Regions from separate parts of the Sus scrofa genome. Here region 2 is linked to region 1. A link is a contact called in public HiChIP or PLAC-seq data. All regions are on one chromosome and are shown on one strand. The core of a region is the stretch at or near the end of the contact, and the rest is flanking DNA. Distances in the headings are between cores, read along the strand shown. Region 1 overlaps DIDO1 (death-inducer obliterator 1). Region 2 has its middle 14 kb from the start of BHLHE23.

Region 1 (5,166 bases), core at 1,110-3,609:
TTCTGAACAGCTGCCCGTCCCCTTCTCCCCTATCACGTTTCTTTGTGTTTCCACAGCCTGCCTTCTCTTCCTCCTCCTGCCTCTGCACTCCCACTGTGGGCTCCCCTCTCGTTGCTTTCCAGGGCACGAGCAGGGCTGACGGCGTCTGTTCCACCGTGTCCCTGGGTTGGTGGCAGTTGGAGGTGGGCTGCTGCTGAGTCGCAGGCACAATTCTAGTATCGTGGGCTCCACGAATGGCTCTGAGGCGACTTAAAACACAGGGTCAGGGCAGATCGGAACTGGAAGATGGGATTTCTACGGCTTCATCTCGCTTTGAGAACCAGAATGGAACCCCTGAGGGAGCCTGCACGCCCAGCTCTGGCGCTGCCCCACGCGCCACGCGTCACAAGAGGAAGTGGCTTCCTCTGGGGAGAGATACATGGGGTCCTGAAGCCAGGCCTCAGTCGAAATCCCATGCTTGGGACGGTCTCGTTTTATCGGTTGCACAAGCCATTTTTAACTGTCTCTATCAGAATTGTCTGTGGCCAAAAAACGTGGGTGGGGCAAGCAGACCTGTGCGTCCGAGCCAGTTTGGGGGACACCGCCCCGAGCAGTTACGGGGTTTACCGTGACAGGGTTTCCCAGTTCCCGCCGAGCTAGGATTCTCTTGGCTGTCCTTGGCAGCCCCACACTTGTCACAAGGGTTGGCCACCAACTGTCCAGAAAAGTAGGGCGAGAGGTGTCACACGCACCTATGCTCTGACGTTTTCAGAGATCTCGAGCTCCCCCGCCCCCCGCCAGAGGGGTGGAGTCTAGAAGCGTCTAGCAGGATCGACCCTGCTCCCTCACCTGCTCTTCCTCAGCCATCACGTGGCCTTTGGGGGTCTGCATCTACCTAGCGCTGCTCACAGACGGGTGCCGCAGCCAAGTCCTTGGGTGGCCTTGAGTCCAGGGTCCCTCTGGAGACGGTGCAGTTCCCGTGCGGGACACGCGTTTCAGTGCATTTGAAGTTAGGATGCTCTTGGCTGTGCGTGGGCACGTCCCCGTGCACATAGCTGCAGGCTTAGCGCTGAAAGTTAAGGAAGCAAACCCAGAAGATGGAGGAGAAGCTTTTCCACCTGCGTTTATGTCAGGGAAGGTCGGGGTGACGCCCGTTGCTACGCACCCGGAGGCCTTCAGCAAGACGCACAAAGGTAACCGCTGCTTGGCCTGCGGGCCCAGCCACCGGCCCTCTGCTGAAGGTCACCCTTTGGGACGAGGGGCCTGGGGGGCACGAGTCTGAACACAGGCCTGGTCCTGTCGGGTTGCTTCAGATAACCTTACCCCAGTGGGGAGAGGGCCGGGCACTGCCCATTGCAGGTCTGGGAAGGGGGCGAGGTCCCTGGGCACGGCCTCAGCGCTCGTGTTGAAAGATGTGACCCGTCCAGCACGACTCGGGTGTGGGTGTGGCTTGCAGGAGGCTCTGTGTGAGACGACTGACACGGGAAGGGCCCTTTGCCTCCAAGCCACGCTTGGACGTGGGCGAGTGTCTCGTGGGCAGCTGTAAGCACCTCCCCGTGGAAGGTGGCCGTCACTCGGACCCTGGACGTGCGTGGGAACAAGTCCGCCCAGAAACGCTCACTGCGGCCCCGAAGCACCACAGCCTGGCTGTGGCCCCAGAGAAAGACCAGCACGCGGGCCTCGGGCCCCCTGGAGGGGTTCGGGGCGTGGGAGCCAGTTGGCACGAGGGGCGTCCAGACAGGCAGAGGCACGAGCGCAGTGGCTCGCTCTTGCTGCCGGGTTTTTCACACTCTGGAAAATCGTGTCAGGAAGCGGAGTTGAAACGGGGAAGCTCCTTGTACATGTGTCACACTGAGCTGGCAGTAGGGCTGATGTCCCCATGGACCCCACCTCCCCGGCTGCCCCTCTGTCCTCTGAGCCTGGCACTCACTTCCTGTGGCAGTGGTGCTAGCCGCCTTGCTCTTTGCGCTGAGCGGATTCAGGCCCCAGTGGGGTGGGTGGGGTGTGGGGTCGGGGGCCCCGGGAGGGAGCCCCTGGGGGCCGCCTCCCTGCCCCAGCAGCTGGGGCTCTGCCTGGCTCCTTGTCCCGCCAGAAGCTGGCTTTGGTTTCTCTGGCGTTCACAGCCAGCCGTTGGTGAGCAGCGGGCCCCCCCCCCCCATGTCAGGGACCGAGAGCCTCACATCTTCTGGGGGCGGAGGGTCAGCTGGCTCCTCGTGGGGCGGGACAGAGGGGACAGAGCAGCTGTGGTCGCTGGGGCTTCTCAGCAGCCCTGTGAGGAGCTGTCGAGGCCTGGGCGGCACGGCGCTTGCAGCTCCCGTCCTGCCGGGACTCCCTGGGCCGCTGGGGGCCAGAGCAGTGCGGCCGCCCTGTCCTTGGCGGAGGCTCGCCACTGCCACCCAGTGGCCAGCGGGGCCGCAGCGCCTCGGCCGGCCTTGCAGTTGACGCGTCCCTGGTTTCGTGCCTAGTGGGAGATGAGCCAATTAGAGTTGCTGGCCCCTGCCAGGCTCCCCACGGCCCCCCAGGTCCCCATGCAAACACACGGCCCCCCAGCAGAGGCTGGCTGCTCCCCAAGACGGCACCTGGCCTGCAGCCCGGGCCACTCTTCCTCCCCGCAGGCAGGCCCGCCCAGCCCAGGCTGGGCACGCGCTCCCGTGGGCCGTCTGGGTCCAGCACGTGGGCAGGCGTCCCCTGGAGCCACTGGCGGGGGCGGGGAGGGCTGCTTTCCTCAAACAGGCTCTTGGTGGCTCCTTAGGTGCTCCGAGCCCCTCTGCGGCTTTGCACGCACCACTGCAGTACAGTTTGGGGTGCAGGGCTTGCGAATTTGCTTTTAGCCCACTCGGAGATCTTGTTTCTCTCACGATCAGACACTGGTGCTGCACTGTAGTCGCTTGTTCCAGCAGCAGCCGACCCCCAGGCGGCCGACGGTGGGACCGCGTCTGGCCGTGGTGTACACGGTCCCCTTCAGAGTGGGAGAGGGATGCGGCCAGCGGGGGGAGTCCACCTGCTCCAGCTCTTCCCAGTACCTTCTCTGCAGACCTAGCTGTTGGCATATTTACTCTCGGAGAGACAGGGAAGGGATGATGAAAGTTGACTTTTCAAAGCCAGAAGCAACTAATTTTGTAAGAGTCGCTTCGTAGTTAAGGAAAGCCATCTTCTGCTCCAAGATAGGTTACATCACTCACTGGTCCGACCATTGGCTCGTGGGTCCCACTCATCACGTGTCCTGGGCACGTCCTAAAAATAACCTCCTGGCTTGGGTTTCCCTGGACGTTGGATGAGTGGAAACACTGATCCTGGGGGCGGGGGGTTCTGGTGAACGTGGGTTGTCACCTGGCGAGACTTGTTAGAGGCCCCTCACCGCGTGTCCTGCGTTTACAGTCAGCCCCTCACTGGGCGTTCTGGAAGCACCGTGGTCCAGCCCTCTTGCTTTATTTACTTTTTTTTTTTTAATTTTTATTATTTTTTTTGGTCTTTTTAGCTATTTCTTGGGCCGCTCCCGCGGCATATGGAGGTTCCCAGGCTAGGGATCGAATCGGAGCTGTAGCCACAGGCCTACGCCAGAGCCACAGCAACGCGGGATCCGAGCCGCTTCTGCAACCTACACCACAGCTCACGACAACGCCGGATCGTTAACCCACTGAGCAAGGGCAGGGACCGAACCCGCAACCTCATGGTTCCTAGTCGGATTCGTTAACCACTGCGCCACAACAGGAACTCCCCTCTTGCTTTATTTAAAAGTGTGCTGTTGGAATCCCCGGCAAGTCGGCGAAGGGCAGCAGCCGAGCCGCTCTGGGGCCTCGGCGTTAGTCCTACAGGCTTGTTCCTTCCTGCCCGCCCGCCCTGCATCCACCCCGAGGTCTGGCAGCTCCGCAGTTGATGCGCCCAGTGCTGAGGGTCACTGCTGCCCAGGTGACTGCCCTCGACCTGGTGAGACGGCACATGGAGGAGTGCGGGTTTTATTCCTGGTTCCAGGTGTGCCCCTCTCCTGCTTTGACGTGGGCAGAGAGCCCACCAGTGCTTTCGACTCAGCTTCCAAAGCAGTGAAGCCTTTGGAGCTGTGACCCGACAGCGGTCGTCGGGCAGCAGTGGGTCACTTGAGAGCAGGTGGTCTCTAGAAAGCCCGGCCAGCACAAGCCCCGGGGCCTGCTCCACGAGCACACGGTCCGGTGGTGGAGACTGGATGTGGGGCTGAGGGGCCTCTGTGAGATGAAACCAAGTCAGGATTATTTACTGATAATGACGTGTTTCTAACACTAAGTTTGGGGTGCATGCAATGCTGTTTGCAAACTTTCTAAAATGAGTTACACTGTAAAGTGGAAAAAACCTGAGGTCCCTGGGCTCTTAATTCAGAGCTGAACCAGCCTCACTGGCTGCTGGAGAAAGGAGGTCCCTGGGGTGGCCCCTGGTTAAGATTGTGGGATTGCTGGAGCCTCTGTCGAATCTTCCCTTTGGGGTGCTGGGGGTTTCAGGGCTCTCTGCACCGTTGGCAGTCTGGGGAAGCAGGTGGCTGTGTGACGGGACCTGCCCTCGTGGTGTCCCCATGGTGTTCTGCCTCTTCACTGGGCCCGCCCCTGTGCCCCGGTTTGCCCCTCTGGGTGGATTCCTGCCGTCATGTGCGCCGTGCCAGGGCAGAGCCGTCTACCAGCAGGTCCCAGCTCTGCTTGGCCGCGGGTCCCTGGGGCTGAGGGCTGCGGGGTGGAGCGCGGCCAGCCCCTCAGCACAGAGTGCTGGCTGGCGGCGTAGAAAGATTCCTGTGCAAGTTGAGCGGTTTGTGATGCTTTTGTTTTCGCTGTGGTCGCCCTCCTTGCCTGGATTACAAGCGCGCCCTCCGAGCCTTGCTGGCCGCCAGGTGCAGCTGCTGCCCCCCAGCTCGAGGTGTCAGAATAGTCGCTCTCGCCTCGTGCAGGTCCTTCCGACACCCGAGGGCCCCTCGGGGACTGTGCCCTCAGAGAACGCCCCTGTGTGATCCGCCCTGAAAATATTTTCTACGCTCAGGTTTACCAAAAACCACACTTGAATTCTCCTTGAAAATGGTCGAAATGTGCCTTTTCTTGATGTGAATGTGCCCTTCGGGTCAAGCCTTGGGTAACAGGACCTTTTTCTAATTTTCTAATGACTCTTCTCTTCTCCACTGGAGCTGTCTCCTTTCTCCGGTACAGCGTGGTGACCCAGTCCCACACCCGTGTG
Region 2 (4,961 bases), core at 1,869-4,368, 97 kb before region 1:
GCGGCTGTGGCTCCAGGCCCCACCCGGCCTCCGCTCTGATGGCGCTGGCGCTGTGTCGGAGGACGCCTGTTGGAAACCCTGGCTGTTTTCAGAACCTCTAATTAATTAGGCCCCGTGTCTGAAAGGCGCTCAAAACACCACAGGGCGTGAGAGCGGACGCAGTCTCCGGGCTGCCCCACTGGGGTCCCCGGGGTGGGGGTCCCTGGCTCCCACTCTCAGGTCCAGGGCCCCGGGGACGAGCCCCGAGCCCATGCCCCGGGGCCTGGGCAGCCTCCACGGGCATGACTGCCCTCACTCTGGCTTCGGGCCGGTCTGGCCAGCAGGGCCAGACAGGAGGCGGCCGGGTGGCGCTGGCTTCCAGCCTCCTGCGCTTCTCCCGAGGGGCGGCCCCCGAAGCCCTCGGCTCCCCCAGGGGCGCTGCCTCCTGCCCTGAGCTCCTCCCTCTCCGGCTCCCTCTCCACACGGCGCCCCAGTGCTCTGGCTGAGGCCCGACTCCTGGTGGGAGCCAGCTGGTTGGTCACTTGTCGGTGAACTCACTCTGTCACAAATTTTTTTGAGCGCTTGCCGCGTGTCAGTGAGTGTTTAGTCACCAGAGACGCAGCAGCGGGAAAAGCCGACCTGTGCGGGGGCCGGGCTCCCCCGACACACGGGCCCCCCTGGCCCCGGCACAGCAGCAGCGCTGTGGCTTCGAGCTGGGTGGTCCTGAGAAGGTGGCACTTGGAGGCCCCCAGGGAGCCTGCGGCTGTCGGGTGGAGACCAGGCAGAGGGGGCACGAGAGTGAGAGATGTGGCGCAGAGACTCAGAGGGTCCCTGCCGGACATGTGGTCTCCTGGGGCCCACACGTGACTTCCTGCAGGGGCGGGCCCGTCTCAGTCCCATCTCAGGTGGACTGGGGACAAGGGGGTGGGGACCCTCTGGGGGGGTGCTGGTGGTAGGGCGGGGGGGGCGGGGGTGAGAAGGCACCCTGGGTGTGGCACTCCGGGCTCGGGGGCATGGGAAAGTGCACGAGGAGGCTGGTGGCTGCCTCCTCGCCGTCTGTGGCTGAGCCCGGAGCGTCGGGAGGAGCAGCAGGCTTCTGTCCTGTGACCGCGGTTCGGAGACCGTCTCCCCACGTAAGTCTCAGACCCTCAGTGAAAACCACCTCGCCTGCGTGTTCTCTTCTCTGTGCCTGATCTTGTTATCTTTTTTGGGGGTGGAGGGACCACCCCCGCGGCATATGGAGGTTCCCAGGCTAGGGATCGGATTGGAACTGCAGCTGCCGGCCTACGCCACAGCCACACCAGATCCGAGCCGAGTCTGCGACCTACACCACAGCTCACGGCAACGCCGGATCCTTAACCCCCTGAGCGAGGCCCGGGATTGAACCCACATCCTCATGGAAATTAGTCAGGCTTGTTACCGCTGAGCCACAGCGGGAACTTCCTGCCCTCGTTATCTCAAGCAGTTCAAACACACAAATGCTGCACCATGAAGAGATCGGGCCGAGGGCTTGTCCGGCCGCCGTCCAGAGCCCGGCCGTCTCCTCCCTGGGGCTCTCGAAGCCCTTTGTCAGGTGGTCTGCGGTCGGTCGTGGGGACGGTGGTGGCGACGGTGATGGCAATGACAGCAGCAGGGACGCCCCACCCAGGGGCCAGCAGCCTCCAGGACTGCGGGGAGGACGTGGACGTGCAGGGACCCTTGGAGGCTGCCCTGGACGGCAGGACCGGCGGCCCCTGCCAGAGCCAGGAGGAGGCAGCCGTCTGCCCCGCCCAGGGCACAAGGCCGGGGCAGGGGGGCTCGAGGCCAGGCTGCTCCCAGCAGGACTGAGCACAGGTGCAGGGGAGCATCCTGCGGCTGCGAGGCTCACACCGCCCACTCTGGAGGGGGATGGGCTTTCTGCAACCACAGGGCAGGACCCTTGCTGAGGGGGTGTCCAGTGCCCGCCCCCCCCAGCCCCCCTTCCTGGACAAGAGGCCAATTCCTGGACCACCGTCCAAGTCCAGACAGGTTCTCAGCAGCTGGTTGGGGAAGCGCTAGTGTCTCAAACTGGTGAGTCCGACCTGCTGGCAGCCAGACTCCAGGCAAATCCAGAGGGCAGTGGGGGCGCCTGAATGGCCAGGGCTGTGACCTTGCCCGGCTCCCAGAAAGTGACCTCTGTGGCGTGTCCTGCCTGGAGGAGAGTGTCCTTGTTGCTGTGGCCGAGGACCTTGCTGGACCGTCCACGGCAACACAGGGTTTATGGCACCGCCCGGGCCTCACGTGCCAGCTCAGTGCTCGTAACGGAGGTGAGGCTCAGACTTCTCGCTGGCACCACTGGCCCCGTGGCACCTGGACACCCAGGCTGGGGCTTCCCTGTGGGTGACACACGTGTGTCCGATTGCGGCCGGGGTCTTGGGGGAGGCCAGTGGGGACCACACAGCTGGAGGGCCGGGGTAGGGAGGAGGGGGGGAAAGAGACGAAGACGGGGATGAGACCGGAATTGAACCCTGGAGCCTTGGTTTGGAGAAACCCCTCCTAAATCCTGCTCCTGGGGAGGTTGCACAGGGCGGGGGGCTGTACACACCTGCTGTTGGGCCTCAGGGTTCCTGTCACCTGCCATGGACCCCCAGCACGGTTCCCCCCAGGGTCATGCCTTTGCAACAAACCGAGTTAAAGTTAGCCCTCAATAAGTTCATTCTGTTAATACTTTCTGTCGCTGCAATCACAGATTTTTGTTTTGATGCCAAATTCGGTAAAACTTTAGGGTAATTAGGGTAATTCAATAATGAGCTGTAGGATGCCAAGCTAGCAAACAACTTCCCTCTCCCTCTGACACGGCGGAGGGTCAGCACCAGCAGGGTGCGATTGCCTCAGGGCAGGGCGCGTGCGGCGCCTGGAGGGGGCCTTAGGGCCCAGGTCAGTGGTGCCCTGGAGGCCTGTCTCGGGTCACGGCCTGGCAGCCTCTGCGTGTGTGGCACGGAAAAGGCAGACCTGTCACGAACCCATTCCTTCTGGAAGCTTCACGGCTGGGAGAGCAGTGCGGTTGCTGGGTTTAAAATGGGGCATGCACCTTCAGACCCGACCAGGCTGCAAACCCCGCGTTTGTGTTCCTGGGCCGCCGGGAGCGAAACCGAAACGAGGCGGCGGGTGTGCACCACCCTGTAAATGCCGCTTTCATAGACTTCCGTCCTGAATGTGCCCCGTCAACCAGAAACCGAGCACTTCCCCAAACAGCCACACGGCTGAGGCGCACGCCTGTAATGGGTGCATCCTGGGGGAGAAAGCCCCCAGGGGCAGGAACACGGCTCAGACGGGCAGGAGGGTGGCTGTGGGGACAGCGGCAGGTGCGCTGTGGCCTCCGCTCTCACGCTCATCCCGCGGGAACTGTGACTCGGTCCTCTGGGGAGGGGCCCGCCTCCACGATGCCCCAAGCCAGGCGGGAGCCAGCACCCACCACCAGCAGGCACGTGGCTCTCAGGGGGGCCCCCTCCGTGAGCCTCGACGTTGCCCAAGACCCTCCGCCTGTGGAGCGAGGGAGGCGGGCAGCGTGACTCACTAAACGGGGGTGAGGGTTGCCCCACCCCCACCACCGACGTCATTAAGATGCAGGAGCTGGGGACCCCGGACCAAGGCTGAAGGACCCAGGCTGGGGGGAGGCGCTGCGCCGGCTCCAGAAGTCAGCTCAGGAAAGAGAGGGGAGGCCCCTCCCCGGGGGTGCTGGGTTGGGGGTGTGGGGAGACACCGGCCCAGCCTCTCAGTCCATCAGAGGCTCCCCAGCGCCCTACTGAGTGGGCCAGGGGAGGGCGGGCGCCGGGGGTCCGGGAGGGAGGGTGGAGACCCAAGGGTGCTCAGCTGCATAAAACCCAGTGTTTCGTCTGAACCCCGCCCACGTGCCGCGTCGGCGGTGTCACTCCTGAGTGTGTTCATGCCTTCCTGAGTTTGCCGAGCTCCCGGGCAGAAGTGCCTCCACCCTGGCAGCGCACGCGGCTCCCCTCTGGTCCGAAGGTAACGCCCGATCCTGAGCCCCAGCATGGAACGGAGGAGGAGGAAGGCCTGGAGGTGGCTGTCACTGCCTCCAGCTGCAGGTCCCTGGGGCCCGGGGCCTGTGTGATCTGCCGAGGCTGGCACCTCCGGCCCAGCCTCCCCACTCCCTCCAGTGGCCCCTACGCACACCAAGGGGTGGGGCTGGGGGAGGAGGGTTTATTTCTGGCCAATGACCCGACTCCAAAGCACAATTTGAAAACTACGTTTGCACTTTCGCTGCCCCACCGCCTGCAATTAGCCTCCACGTCATACACAAGAAAGCGACACTTCCCAATCGGGAAAGCAGCTGCTCTTTGCAGCCTGAGACTGTGGACAGGACAGCCCGTGGTGTTCTCAGGCCCCCGCTGGCCCCTGGGAACCAGGAGTCGAGGCCCCCAGTTAGGTCCAGCGCAGATGCAGCTCTCCCCCAACATGGAGGGAGGCAGGGTGGGGTGGGGGCTGGGTCTGCCGCCCCCAGACGCCCCCTCACTCTCCCTGACGCCCCTGGGAACCTGCGGACAAGGAAGACGGGAGAGGAAGAGCTGGGGCACCCCGGTGTTCCCATAGGGGTACAGCCTGGGAAGCCCCGCCCATGAGGCTGACACCTCAAGTGTCCCACCCACACCTTGGAGGAGGAGCCCAGGAGCCACTCGGGAGGCGCTGCCACATGGCCCCATGTTCCCCCACTCTGGGTGCCTGGGCCGCTGTATCCAAACCAGCTACCTGGACCTGTCAGCAGCCTGCCCCCGAGGCCTGCACAGGCCCCCCAGCACCCCAAGTGGGGAGCCCCAAGTGCAGCTCACTGAGGGGGACGAACGGGTCAAGCTGGGTGAGTTCACAACGGACCACAGCCCCTGGTCCAGCAGAACCCAGGCCAGGGGGCTTTTGTGGAGGCACAGTCGCCCCTAACCCCAGGCAGCACCTGTCCCTGGCCTGGGCAGCCCTGCACCTGCGAGCTGCTGGCCTTCGGGTGCCGTGTC

What was found. HiChIP or PLAC-seq counts read pairs in DNA pulled down with a chosen protein or histone mark.
Region 2: a contact with region 1 is called in an H3K27ac HiChIP or PLAC-seq map of alveolar macrophages. The contact joins two enhancer-like sites. A contact is called at or near these places in 4 of 47 Hi-C or Micro-C datasets (embryonic fibroblasts, fetal liver, fetal skeletal muscle and 1 more) and 1 of 2 datasets of contacts at active chromatin or transcription factors (alveolar macrophages).

Annotation. Positions count from the first base shown.
Region 1 is chr17:62,141,929-62,147,094 of Sscrofa11.1, reverse strand. The region is part of intron 7 of DIDO1 (death-inducer obliterator 1); the gene reads left to right. Among named protein-coding and RNA genes, the nearest start is that of TCFL5, 29 kb to the right of the region's middle. Within about 2 kb of position 2,359, at least 26 of the 83 cell types and tissues checked have an H3K27ac peak or open chromatin away from gene starts, as enhancers often do. A contact at or near this core is called in alveolar macrophages, fetal liver and subcutaneous adipose tissue, where this site is marked.
Region 2 is chr17:62,240,293-62,245,253 of Sscrofa11.1, reverse strand. No RefSeq gene overlaps it. Among named protein-coding and RNA genes, the nearest start is that of BHLHE23, 14 kb to the right of the region's middle. Within about 2 kb of position 3,118, at least 30 of the 83 cell types and tissues checked have an H3K27ac peak or open chromatin away from gene starts, as enhancers often do. A contact at or near this core is called in alveolar macrophages, fetal liver and subcutaneous adipose tissue, where this site is marked.